2 separate regions of the Mus musculus genome follow, and region 1 is linked to region 2. The links are chromatin contacts, called in public HiChIP or PLAC-seq maps. All regions are on one chromosome and are shown on one strand. The core of a region is the stretch at or near the end of the contact, and the rest is flanking DNA. Distances in the headings are between cores, read along the strand shown. Region 1 has its middle 140 kb from the start of Gm35255. Region 2 overlaps Gm21388 (a long non-coding RNA gene).

Evidence for each region. HiChIP or PLAC-seq counts read pairs in DNA pulled down with a chosen protein or histone mark.
Region 1: a contact with region 2 is called in an H3K4me3 HiChIP or PLAC-seq map of embryonic forebrain, with 2.7 times the contacts expected there. The contact joins two enhancer-like sites. A contact is called at or near these places in 1 of 484 Hi-C or Micro-C datasets (cortical glia), 6 of 115 datasets of contacts at active chromatin or transcription factors (astrocytes, embryonic basal ganglia, embryonic forebrain and 3 more) and 2 of 9 other capture datasets (embryonic stem cells and embryonic tail).

Annotation. Positions count from the first base shown.
Region 1 is chr3:35,086,223-35,092,436 of GRCm38.p6, forward strand. No RefSeq gene overlaps it. Among named protein-coding and RNA genes, the nearest start is that of Gm35255, 140 kb to the left of the region's middle. Within about 2 kb of position 2,334, at least 64 of the 459 cell types and tissues checked have an H3K27ac peak or open chromatin away from gene starts, as enhancers often do. A contact at or near this core is called in cortical glia, embryonic forebrain and neural progenitor cells, where this site is marked.
Region 2 is chr3:34,836,349-34,843,158 of GRCm38.p6, forward strand. Gm21388 (a long non-coding RNA gene) reads left to right here. Exons shown (of 5, transcript XR_880758.2): 2 at 701-835; 3 at 1,463-1,573. Among named protein-coding and RNA genes, the nearest start is that of Gm21388, 13 kb to the left of the region's middle. Within about 2 kb of position 1,838, at least 19 of the 459 cell types and tissues checked have an H3K27ac peak or open chromatin away from gene starts, as enhancers often do. A contact at or near this core is called in cortical glia, embryonic forebrain and neural progenitor cells, where this site is marked.

The DNA.
Region 1 (6,214 bases), core at 1,084-3,583, 250 kb after region 2:
CCCAGGGGCAGCCCAGAACAGGCAGGCGCATAACGTGATCACGTTTCCATCACAGGAGTTTAGAAACTCCAGATGGGTAAGGTTAAAAATATTTTAAGGAAGTCTTTCCTGAGGTATGCCTGTTCTTTTGAGATTTTAGTTTTAGTTGGGCTCAGGTGAGCATGAGGGAGCAAAAACCATGTAGAAAAGAAGAGGAAATAACAAATATGCAGGGCATCAAGTTGAGTGTCGTTTGTGATTGGTTTTCCATTATTAACAGTGTTTCTGAGAAGTCACAGACACTGTGCAGCAACATGGGAGGGGTCCTCAGAGCTCCCTCTGCCCGTCATTAACTCTGCACCACATAGCTGGATGGCTGTCCCCACCCTGCATGGAATTTTATTCCCCTTTCCCTTGTCCCTCTACCCCGTCACACAAGGTCTGAGTGTGCGTGTGCCTATAGTCAAACTGAGTTCTAAAATTCTCTTTACAAATGTAAAATTAAAGAGCCCTTGCTTCTCCGGTTTTACTAATAGTTTCACCACAGGGGTGCTTTATACAGTATTCACCAACTATCTACTAGTGTACCATGGCCTACATTTTCCCCAAACCAAAATGTTGCTGGCATACAGGAAGTAGGAAGCTACCCTATAGTAGAATGACCAGTAGATCCTGTTATAGAATAACGAATCCGATCTGCCCGTCTGTTCACCTAAAATACAGATAATGTACGGATTAAAACTTTAGGCAGAAAGAAGAGCAGAGTTTAAACATTATCTAGAATCTTTGCTTGAGTGTCAGATTAGGACTGTACTGTACAAATCTGAATCTCACTCACCTATCAGCTATGAAGGCAGTTCACAGGAAAAAGGAGGTTTGGGCCAGTACCTGGGAATGGAAGGCAAGAGCTTTGCATACTGGTTTAATCACTGCTGAGAAGGAGACAACAGACTTCTGTCAGCCTCCTGTAAGTCCAACAGGAAGACAATAAGGTCTAAGAACCCAGCTTTCAAGTGTCCATGGAGTGGGAAGGTCACACTTCCATCAGGACACAGGATTGGCATGTGAGAGTGGGCATTGTGTGAGCAAGTCCTTAGGGATCTGTGAGAAAGGAAGCCAACAAGAATATCTGAGCTACATTCTAGAACAGACCACCACACCGTGTCTAAATGCATAGACACGAATCTACACACATGTATGAAACATGCTTCTGTGTGTCTCTCTTTAAAATAGACTATACATGACTACGTATAATAGATTGCACACAGTCTTGTGTAATAGACTATACGTACATTTATATACATGTAAGAACATACTCCCGTGTGTCTGGAATCTGTATGCAGAAGCATGACTGTTCACTGGCTCTAGTCAGTGAAGCAGCTCATTCCTTGCTATGAGTGTGTGTGTGTGTGTGTGTGTGTGTGTGTGTGTGTGTGTGTGTGGTGTGGTTTGTGTGTGGTGTGTGCCTCTTAAGGACATAGTTGCATAATATAATTTCAATGGAAACAACACTATCGGAAAACTCAAGCATCCTTCATTTTGAGTCCTTCCTTGACTGTCCCCTCTTGTGTTAGAGCTTCAACCACAAAACACAGAAGTATGTTCAACGCCTTGATTTTTTATTTTTTGGTTTTTGTTTTCTACAGTGGATCTTTTTCAATAGCATATATAGCATTTTTATTTTTCTTTAAAAAGACAAAAATGGGGAAAATTTTTCCCCTCATCTTTTTGCCAGTCGCACCATGGATGTCCACATACACATTTTAGCATAAAATGTTTCCTTATCGTGGGGGTAAACAGCACATCTCCCCCAACACCAAGATAGAGGGTTCTTCACTAACAGATAGTATGATTTAATTAGAAGCTATCAGAAGCGTGGGTGCCAGCCTGCTGTCTGTTCGATTATTTCAGTTCTCTGTAATCTGTTTGCTTATGCCTACAGCAACTTGTTGATATGGGAAGTCTCTGGGGAGAAACAGCAGAAAAAACAATGAGAGGCATCAGATTTAATAAAGTATCTAAGCAAAGTCTCAAAACGACACCCACACTATGAGGGAAAGCCAAATTTGCTTTTTCTGAGGGGAATTTGTGTTGGTCAGGGAGGGTTCCCGGAGGCTTTGTTTGGAGGCCTTGATGTGTAACCAGTGCACTATAGGCCGCCCTTCACCCTTGGCCTCCTCCTACCACCGCTCTGCCCACCCATACTGACACCGCGGGGGAAGGGTTTCAGAGCAGAAAGAATCAAAAGCTGAGGGACGGGGGAAAAAAGTGCTTTTCAGGGTCTGATGTGTGGGAATCAAATGAGAGGCCTAGCTCAAATCCGGTCGCCAAGCAACCGAAGTGCTACGCTGAGGGAATATCATTAAAGTTAGAAAGTAAGCACGGGCTCTGAATTAGTAAGCCAGGCCCAGGCTGGAGGGTGCGCCCCGACTCTCCAAAGAGGACAAGTGGGGGGCTTTGCGGAGCTAAAGGAGGAGAGGAGAGAGAGGCAGAGAGAGAACGCAGCTGATTTGTAGAGTTTTTTCATAAGAAAAGACAATGGCTGTCCAGACATAGGGTTAGTGGTGAAATATGGAAACGGCCTTGCTGCAGCTGGCTCTCTGACACAAGATTAATAAGTTGCTGTCTCCTAGCCGACCAGAACCTAGTGGGAACTATCCGGCATTTTATCTTGAATTGTGGGTAACAGCCTTATTGCAAGCTGGCCTAGTTTACTGCTCTGCTTTCTCCCCATCTCCCAAAGTGCAGCAAACATCTGTGCCTCTAATGAGGTCATCATTGAGGGTGTCCAGAGAGCTGGGCCCTGAGAACTGACCTCACCATTGCCTGAACACACATGACAAGTGCCGGGGTAGCAGGACAAATTAAATGGGGGGAGCTGGCACTCGGCTGTAAGTTAAGCTCTTAAGAAACTTTTTGCTGTGATGAGAGAGGGGGGTTAGGTTCAGATACAACAGCGCCACAAACCAGAAGGGAGCCCACAGAATTAGACATGGGCTCAGGATGGACATGACCACGCACACAAACAAGCCTCGCTTATCTGGGCCTGCCTTGGTGGAAATGGCCGTAGACCCACATGGTTTTAAAATGAAGCTCTGGTAGATTCAACCGTGTGTGTGTGTGTGTGTGTGTGTGTGTGTGTGTGTGTATACACATACACAGCATTTTCATGCCATTTACAAAGTAATTTGATCATGGGCACAGACAACAAACCAAGCTTCTCTGGAGAACCCCCGCCTCCCAAATAAAAACAACACCTCTAAACAAACATGTACCCAGAAACTCAAAGGGCCACAGCAATTTTGTTTAGTCATCTAATGTCAGAACACTGCAAGGATAGTGCTCCCTTAAAAAGAGCCCATCCTGAGGAGCCAGAAGCCAGCTTTAGAAGGAAGGGGGAACTTTAAGCTTGGAGGGAAGCTACATTGTGTCTATGATTTAATTTATAAGCATTTTAGGCAGTGTTAACCAGGGCTGGGCTGGCCACATCTGTCCAGTCAGCCCAGTCAAGTCAGAGGTGGTGTCGTTGATTCACAAGGATAAGATGTATACGAATAAAGTCCATGAAGGTAGATAAGAGCCAATAAAGTCTCAAAATACACCTAAAAATATCAATTCCCGTGAGTCAAGGGTCCGTTTGCAGACATGATTCCATACAGTGGAGCCCAGAGTGTCCTAGAGCTGTACTTTTAAAAGGAGTTCAATTCTAAAAAACAGGCATTTGGTGACAGGCTGGAATCTGTCAACTTTTGCTGTTCTGATACTACCATGTTTTCAGAGAACCATCACACAAGAGATGTGGGGGACTAGACGTGGAGAAACCTTTGCTTTCTCCAGAGCCAGTAAATGAACAAAAATCTTAACCAAATCTATAGTGTAGGCATCTTGGGAAGGAGAAGGCAGGAGCAGATGGGCTGAGCAGGAGGATGTCTTGGATACTTCTGACTGACCCTGAACATCTCCATGCTAACATCTGCCATCTGCGTTAAGCGTAAATGCCAGACATAGATGCGGGTTGATTCTGGACATGTGTTCAACATAGGCAAGTCAAGAAACCGTCTCAACAGCGATGCTAGAGAGAAGCCCAGAGTTACCCACAAAGCCGTCAGTTAAAACGCTTCACCTTCGATCGGAAGGTTGCAGCTTCAAGGTCTTGACTGTGGTAGAGAAAGAGTCATGGCAAACAAACCATTCTCTGCTTGCAAGAGTTGGGGAGCAGAGCGCTTGGGGTGCCAGGGTGATCTCATGCACTTGTTCGGTATTCATTTAGGGAGGGTTTGCCTAATGCCCACTTCAAGGCTGAACTTTAATTTTTAAATGCAAATGAAGGAAGTGTTGCGTTTAGCTTTGCCAACAGTTTTCAGCAATCTTGTTGGCCTACATTTAGCTGGGAAGCTGCTTGGGGACCAAGCTCAGGGGCTCAAACAATTGAGCAGTTGTTTGCCTGGCTCACATTCCTGAAGCAATCTAGTTCCAGCTGAACTCCTTGGGAACAGTCTGGGCTGTGTACCCCTGGGGAATCGGCCCCAATTAGCACTGACCCTTGGGGGCCTCCTTGCTGGCCCTAGGTCATTCTAAGCTCTCAAGTCTGGGTAAACCAGATTGCTTCAGGTGCCTCTGGGCTTTCCCAAGCCCCAGGATGACATCCGGGACTGTCAACAGAAATGCAGTCACACATAAAAGTCCAGCCCAGCGTAGCTCTTGCTGTTCTCTGATCCCCAAGGGAGACAGGGTGGACTTGTGCCACGACTAAGGAAGCATAGGAAAGAATATACAGAGAATCCTCAGCCTGCCTGAGCCTGGAGTGATGGAGAATACAGGCTGTGGTACCAATCCTCTCCAGTGTTGTGTGGGGTCTTTTTAAAGAGCTGGGTGACCCTGGAGAGTCATTGAACCTTACCTTCTACATTTTCTTGGGTCCTCTCATGAAGACAAAGGAACCTATCATAAGAAGGGAGTGTTCATGTATGTAACATTGCTGGCTTACAGAAAGCCCGGGATAAATGGGAGTTGATTACAGACACAATCTCCATCACATTTGACCAGGGCAGTTCTACTCCTAGAAAATAGGGTGTTTTCTGTGGTTCATGATCAGGTTAGTACTATCCCCTTTCTTAGAAAACAAACAGCCTCCAGCTTTGCTTTGGTATTTCCATCCAAACAACACTTCTAGGTACTGTGGGCTGACACAAGGAGCCTGTAACTTAGTAGCCGTAAGGACTGAAGTGGACTGACAGAACAGAGCCCCCCCCCCCTTAAGAACAATTTGAGCTTAGATGCCCCGAGTCACAGAACTGGGGCTCAGCAAAGGCAGAGACCGCCACGGCTGAGGTCCAAGAAAGTCCTAAGGCAGTGTTGCACTTGGTCAGATTTGACAGTGTTCACCATGATCCTGGTCCTGAGATGGGGGCCAAGTAAGACAAGGCTGTATAGTGCTTAGAGACCAATGGGGGAAAACACTTTAGCTTACAATCTCAAAATATGTAGTGAAGGCTAAAAACGGGTTTGGGTTGAGCAACAGAAGAGTGTGAGGGAAGAGGAATCATGTTGGATTTGAAAGACGAATTAGTTCTAGGCTATGTCCTAAGCAGTTGGTTATTCAGCATGAACAAAGGTTAAATCATGATGAACATAGAAAAGCAGTTATGGGGGGGGGGGGAGAGGCAAGAATATGTATAAGCGGAGTCAAAGAATATGTGTATAGAAAGAAAATGTGGCTATAAAATTAGATCAAGTTCTAATGAGGAATTTATTGTAAATCATTGGCTCCACTGCTTTTCACCATGGTACCAGAAGGTCACATTGGCTATGAGGCTGGCATTATACATCAGGGTTCATCACCTACAACAGCCCGTGGCATGGGGGTTCTGAAGGTGGAAAACTCTTGAGTGTAACTTTGAAGAGTAGCCTGACAAGCCAGGCAGTGCATCAGCTGTGAATTCATTCACATTAGAATCAACTCCTATTCCCATGGACTTCACAGGGTAGAAGGACAGACAGGCCAGCATCAGGCCTGGAGCCAGAGGTGGCTTGGTGAGTCAGTTTCTGATCATGGCTACCTCTTTAGAATTATCCAGGAAAAGAAAGAGTGGTGCCCACTGTGCCCCCAAGAACAACAGTGGCCCGGCAGTAGTTGGGGTTGGAGTGAAGGGACAAAGAGACATTCTGGATTTGACTGAAAGATGCTAGTACCAGACCACTTGAGACTCTGAAACCCCTGTAGCTCAGCTCCCAT
Region 2 (6,810 bases), core at 588-3,087:
AGAGAAGACGTGGCCATTTGAAGGTTTAATGGAACGTGTTGTTGGCCGTGACATATGTGCTGTGCAAGCTTCAGCTCTCCAGGGATATAATTCAGAGTTGTTTGAACACTTGGTTGTTTAAAAGCTGTAGGTTGGGAGACAGGTACATTGTTTTGGAGTCTAAAAGGAAGAAAAGGATTTGGGCAAATGATGTAGGGGTCACCAAGGTGAGAACAGAGGGCTAAAGTATGGATTTCACGGTTTTGTGGCTCATGGTAATGCTGGTAGCGCTGAGCTCAACATATTGGTGCTATAATGGGACTCAGGATTAAATGGCAGAGGAGACTTTCAAGAGGTGTGAGATAGGTAAGTCAAGACAGGAGACATCAAATTTCCTTCCAAGTAACAGGTAGAAAATTGGACCTTGTAGGAAAGTAAAAGGCACAAACCTGTCGTGATAATCAGAAACTGCTGTTGGTCATCACTGGCCTTTCTAGACTGTTCCGTGCATTTTAACTGTGAAGACTAAATGAGCGAGCTCAGTTTTGCCTTTGCATTGCAGGATTTGGCTCCAGCATCTGCCCCAAATTAATTGCCACGGTTGATTTGGCTGATGTAATTGGCGAGACCCTGTCTCCTCACTGCTCCCTGGGTACTTCTCCATATGGAGTTATTTAATTAGACAGAAATAAAACTCCTCATTCATTCATTCATTCAACAGAGATTTATTACTTGTCCATGGTGTAGACTGTGCTCGCTGCTGAGGGGCAGGGCAGGCCTGTGACAGACACAGCACCCTTCACGCTGAAGTGGCCTGATTTACAGAGGGTCTTCACCCCCACCTGCATAGTCACAGGTATTGAACGCCCCCACTCCCACCTTCTACTTCCAGTATTTGTTCAACTAACTTCTTCCTTGGTGATATCTGCCTTGGACATTAACAACCCCTACAGAAATGTATCCCTTCTTGGCTGCTTTTAAATTTTCTTTTAATTCCCAGTCATAACAGTATCAAATATATCTTTAAAATGAAACTCCCTTCTACCTTACATTTTTCAAACAAATAAACAAACAAACAAAGACAAAACAAAACAAAGCAAACACCGCCCCCTCAGCTCGCAAGGTTTATTGGGTCTACGATCTGAACTTCTAAAATCTGCTTCAACACCTGTTGCCGTTGCTTTCCTGAAAATCCCTGCTAACTTAAACATAACGATAGTGTTTGACATTGTTGCTCCCCCCCCCCCCCCCATAGGATCATTTGTTTATTTGCCGAGTTGCCTGAACTAGTACAAAGGGAAAAGCTGAAAAATCTCAGACACAAGGTTTCTGGGAGATAGTGTGGTAGGCTCTGGAGAAGATGCCAAAGGTTGGTTGTGCTGAGACAGGAAGCCTTGCTTTGCCTGCACGCTGCCTACCCAGTACTTGTATGTACGTGAGGCGAGCGAGGGCCTCTATGGCTTATGGATCCATTTCCTTACAGGGCAGAAAAGAAACACATTTTGGCAGAGAAGAGTGGGATAGGAGGAGGTGGCCACGGAGCCTGAAGCAGAAAGACACAGATGCCCAGATAGTGGAACGCCACATGGTGACTGTAAGTAGGCACTTGATCTGTGTTCCTGGAACCCTGTTTCAGGGCTCAGTGAAATTGAGAATTCACAATTATTCGATTAATTTGATGAATGTTCCAAATTAGGAACTCCAGGTCAGGGTTTGTTTCCGACCTAAATTATACAGTGCAGTTGTCTACAGTGATCAAATTAACCAGCTGATTGCCAAATCCCCCTTTCTCTCCATCCCCTGTGGACGCAGCTTAAAGAACTAATAGCTCACTGGACTCTGCCCCAGTCTATTTTGGGATAATTGGTGCCTTTGTGCTCCTATCCCTGCAGCTTGGTATCAAACACTGCTGCTTTGTGCAGAACATGTCAGTTGGCGATTTATTACCCCAAAATGCACTCTTTCTCCTGTGAAAGCTTATCAATCGGGACCTTGGAGGCAATTTCCAGACTCCCCCAGGAAACTCCTATTTTATTGCTATGGAAAATATTTGATTCTTTGTGGAAAATATTTTCTTCCTAAAATGAATCCATTTGAGGTTTGGGATGCTCAGTGACTTTACATTTCCCCCATCGTTACTTCACGGCACATCCATGTTCACTGGAACTCGTCCTAAATGACGAGGATCAATGATCGTCACTTCATAAGGAATAAGGAAAACGAGTCACAGCGAAGCGATGGCCAGGGGACGCTTTACTCTTTACCACAGAAGTCTCTCCTTCCTAAGTCAGTCACTGCTGCTACTGAGGCTCAGAGGTGGTGCAGGCGATTCCTGGAGTCATCTCTTCTGAGACTTTGTGAACCGGTCTTGATGCTGCTTTGAGCTTCTTGGATATGGTCTTTTGTGTATGTGAATGTCTGTGTACAGATTCATACAGGAGTATGTGTGTATCCATGTATCTGTCTGTCTGTGAGCCTGCACACATATAGAGGCTTTTTTTAAAAGCTAGGCTCTCCCGCTGGCCTGGGGTTTACTCTGACTCGCCTGTGAGCCTCAGGGATCCTGTCTCTGCCTCAACAGCTCTGGAATATAAGCATGCACTACTCTGCATAGCTTTTCACATGGGTGAGACTGAACTCATGGCTTTATACTTGGTGAGACCCCATCCTTTGCTCTTGAGCGACACTTTAACAACATTTATCTGCATTAAAAAGAAGCAAGCTGGTTCCTGCTAACTTTATCTCTCCTCGGTCCTCACTCTCCAAGACTCTGATGGCTGAAGACGCTCTTAAAGGCCTTACTTCCTGTTTTAGTTTGTCAGCAGATCACTCTAGCGAGGATGCTGCTTCAGTTTGGCCATGGCTCAAACTCAAGTGCATGCTGATGTTTGAACACCCATGTCCAAATTGCTGTGGTGTGGGAGATTTGTCACGTGCTCGTATGGCTATGTTTTAGAAATGGTAGCATGTGTTCCCTTGCTCTTGGCTTTTAATTTGGTTCATGGTTCAAGTCTCAGGATAACAAGTTGGCCTGGCTGCTTTACTGGTGCAGAGGAGGAGGGCTGGTGTGCCAGCAGGACTCAGGATGCTTAGGGAAGCTCTGCTTCCTGGTCTTGACCCCGACTCTGATAAAGGAAAGCTTAAGGCAGAGGGGCCCAGATTCTCAGGGGTTTGTGTTTTTGTTTTTCTTTGTGGTGTGTCTTGTTTTGTGGCAATGTCTCCCTGTGTGGTTCCAGCTGCCTCTGACTCAAGATGCTCCTGCCTCAGCCTCCCCAACACTGAGCTTAGGACATGGAGTTACTTCACCTGTTTAGTTTTCATTTTCCCTTTTAAATATTTATTTATTTTAGAAACTAAAAAGAGCGTGGGAAGCTAAGATGTTGGTTCTTGCTATCTGATGCACATCTATGGCCTGGGTGTCAGCTATACTCAGGATACAGTTTCCTGTGCCCCAAATCTCAGGAACAAAGGAAAGGACCGAGCCTCCATGAGAGGACTGGGATATTATATTGATCTGGAGGGAGAAACACAGAAGCCTGGAAACAAGGAAGGTGCAGTATGTTTTGAAGTGTTTTGAATGGCTTCTCTTTTAGCTCTCTTTGCTCTTATCTTAAAACAAAACAAAACAAAACAAAACAAAACAAAACAGCTGTAAATAAATTCTTCCACAGACTGCTGCCCAAATGCTTCAAATAACAGTATGAGTGTCCAAAGAGAGTTCATGGACTTTTGGGTGTTTCAATAGTCTGTCATGCCAGGTCCCAAGGAGAAGGTCTGTCACCCAGTCAAAGTGCTCTCTCTCATGAGGAAGTTCTCTCTCTCTTTCTATTTGTACACAGGCAGTATCATGCAGGATATTTGTTTGGCCTGGCATGTTTTAGATCCATTCATCTACTGCTTGAAGTTCTGAAGTTCACTTGTCAGGAGCAATGTCAGAGACTGAATTTATCTCTGGTGGCAGTCACTCAGAATTCTCAAACTTGTCTATGTCAGAATTCCCAAAGCTGAACTCGGCTTTGGCAAGCAGGTATGAGTCGGTGAGCAGCTGATGAGTCTGCGACTCCAAAAAGTATCCTTTAACTTTGTGAGGAGACAGTATGTTTGTTCTCCCAGCTTGAGTGGAGTTTCCAGAGCTAGAAAACAAACAGAATTGATGTGCTCACTGCACACATCGTAACTTTTCCGTTGCTGTGCTAGAACACCACCTCCAGAAGCAATCGATAGAAGAAGAAAGTGTTGATTTTGACTTATGGTTCCAGGAAGAGCCCGCAGGAGCAGGGTAGGTACAAAAGCAGGAGGGAGGAGCAAGAAGCTGGCCGGCCACATTTTTAGCTGCACACAGAAGCATTGCAAGAAAAGGAAGTCTGAAGCCATAAGCCCTCAAAAGCTGCTCAGAGCTTCAAACCCCAGGGATGCACTTCCTCCACCAAGGCGCCTCGCCTACAGACACCTTCCCCTCGCCAACAGCACCGCCATCTGGGCACCATGTGCTCAAATACAGGAGCCTATGGGGGCATTTCTCATTTGAACCACCATACTTCGGTTCTCAAAAAAAAAAAACAAAAAAACAAAAAAACTTTTTGAATCACTTTTATGAAACTGTGATTCTCTAAGTACTGAAAGCAGAGAATAGAAAATTCAACTTTTGAACAGAACCATAAAGAAATATAATGAGTTTCTCAAGTCAAAAGAGGTTTTCTGTTTCTATGTCACCTTGTTTAAACCGAATTTTAACTTGTAGAGGAAGGCTCTCTGAGCCGCCCTGTGTGAGTCCCATTCCGATGGACGGAATTCCCATCACTTGTTAAAAGTTTCCAAGTCTTTAATGATGTCTTATAATCATGACACACATTTCCCTCATGGCTCTGAGCATTTTCCTGAGACTGATAACGTTCTGTCTCCCAGAAAGCTCCTTATTAGAAAGGGGAGCCAGCTGCCTTTCCTAATTGCCGCAAGCTTCTCCTCCGTATGCGGAATGATTATACAGCCATGATACCCATCTTCAAGTTCTTCAGGCTTAATGTGCTCGGATAACCCTGTCACTGGAATTGGCACTCTATGACCTTCGCATGCGTGGAGATGATCGTCAATGGTTCATTTAGCCTGTACTTTCATTTAGCCACATCTGAGGATGGGGGAACAGGAGGCACCTGTCCTTGCATTTTTCTTGAGTTGCTTTCTCTATGTATTACAGAAGCACGGTATCTCACTGATGGCTGGGAGTGACCGTGTGAACAGACATGTCACACAGAATGAAGAGTGGAGGTAGTGGAACCCATTCTCAGCCAGCTTCTGTCACACCCAAACAGGAACTCTTTCCTCTCAAGGCGTCTTTTTGTTGTCTTGTTAGTGAATATTTGTGCCCTGTGGTCCATCTAGTGATGTTAGTACACTGTTAGGGCCTGGCTCTGGAGTGCCTCTGGAGACTGTAAACCCCATGTACAGTGTGTGCTTGTGTCCACTGTCCTCACTATGTACAGTGTGTGTGCTTGTGTCCACTGTCCCCTCTATGTACAGTGTGTGTGTGCTTGTGTCCACTGTCCCCATTATGTACAGTAAGTGTGTGCTTGTGTCCACTGTCCCCGCTATGTACAGTGTGTGTGCTTGTGTCCACTGTCCCCTCTATGTACAGTGTGTGTGTGCTTGTGTCCACTGTCTCTGCTAAGTACAGTGTGTGTGCTTGTGTCCACTGTCCCCGCTATGTACAGTGTGTGTGCTTGTGTCCACTGTCCCCATTATGTACAGTAAGTGTGTGCTTGTGTTCACTGTGCTCCACTATGTACAGTGTGTATGTGCTTGTGTCCACTGTCCCCTCTATGTACAGTGTGTGTGTGCTTGTGTCCACTGTCTCTGCTAAGTACAGTGTGTGTGCTTGTGCCCACTGTCCCCGCTATGTACAGTGTGTGTGCTTGTGTCCACTGTCCCCTCTATGTACAGTGTGTGTGTGCTTGTGTCCACTGTCTCTGCTAAGTACAGTGTGTGTGCTTGTGTCCACTGTCCCCGCTATGTACAGTGTGTGTGCTTGTGTCCACTGTCCCTGCTTGTACAGTAAGTGTGTGCTTGTGTCCACTGTCCCCGCTTGTACAGTAAGTGTGTGCTTGTGTTCACTGTGCTCCACTATGTACAGAGCATGCTTCTGTTCTCGGTCTTCCTCTTTTCCTGGACTCAAAGATCATTCACAGATGCAAAAGGATCTGAGGTTAGAAGGCTGGTTTACCTGAGGAACTCTCAAGGCACACAGTGTGACAGTCTATGGCTCTTGGCTATATTCTCTTTCTTCCTCCTCTGTCTCTCCCTGCCCCATCCCCTCCCTCCCATGTTTTTCTAGATTTAACAAAAGGCGATGATCTTGTTACTTACTTGCAGGAGAGGCTCTGTGTGGGTCTATAAGAACCAGAGACTCTTTACTAGAAATGAACAAGAGAAACCCTAAACCTCTGGTGCTGAGACCCAGCCATGAACCCAAGGTCTGTCACACACGTGTCCGCTCACATACATCACTGCACACACATGAGCAGCCCAGAGAGCACGAAGCGCTCCGAGAAGACCAAGTTTTTAGTCAGGCTGAGTGATGCATCTCTGGAATACCAGTACTTGGGAGGTTACTGCAGTAGGATTGTGATGGCCAGACCAGCCTGGGCTACATAGTGAGATACTGTCTTTCTCTTTTAAATAAAACTTTATAAGTGTATTTCCTGCATGTGTTTGTGCACCCAATGTGTGCAGTGCCTGGAGTTCCGAGGGCATCAGATCCCTCAGAATTGGAGTTAAAGTCAGTTGTTAGCTACCATATGGGTGCTGAGATCTTAACACTACTCTCTGAAGGAGCAG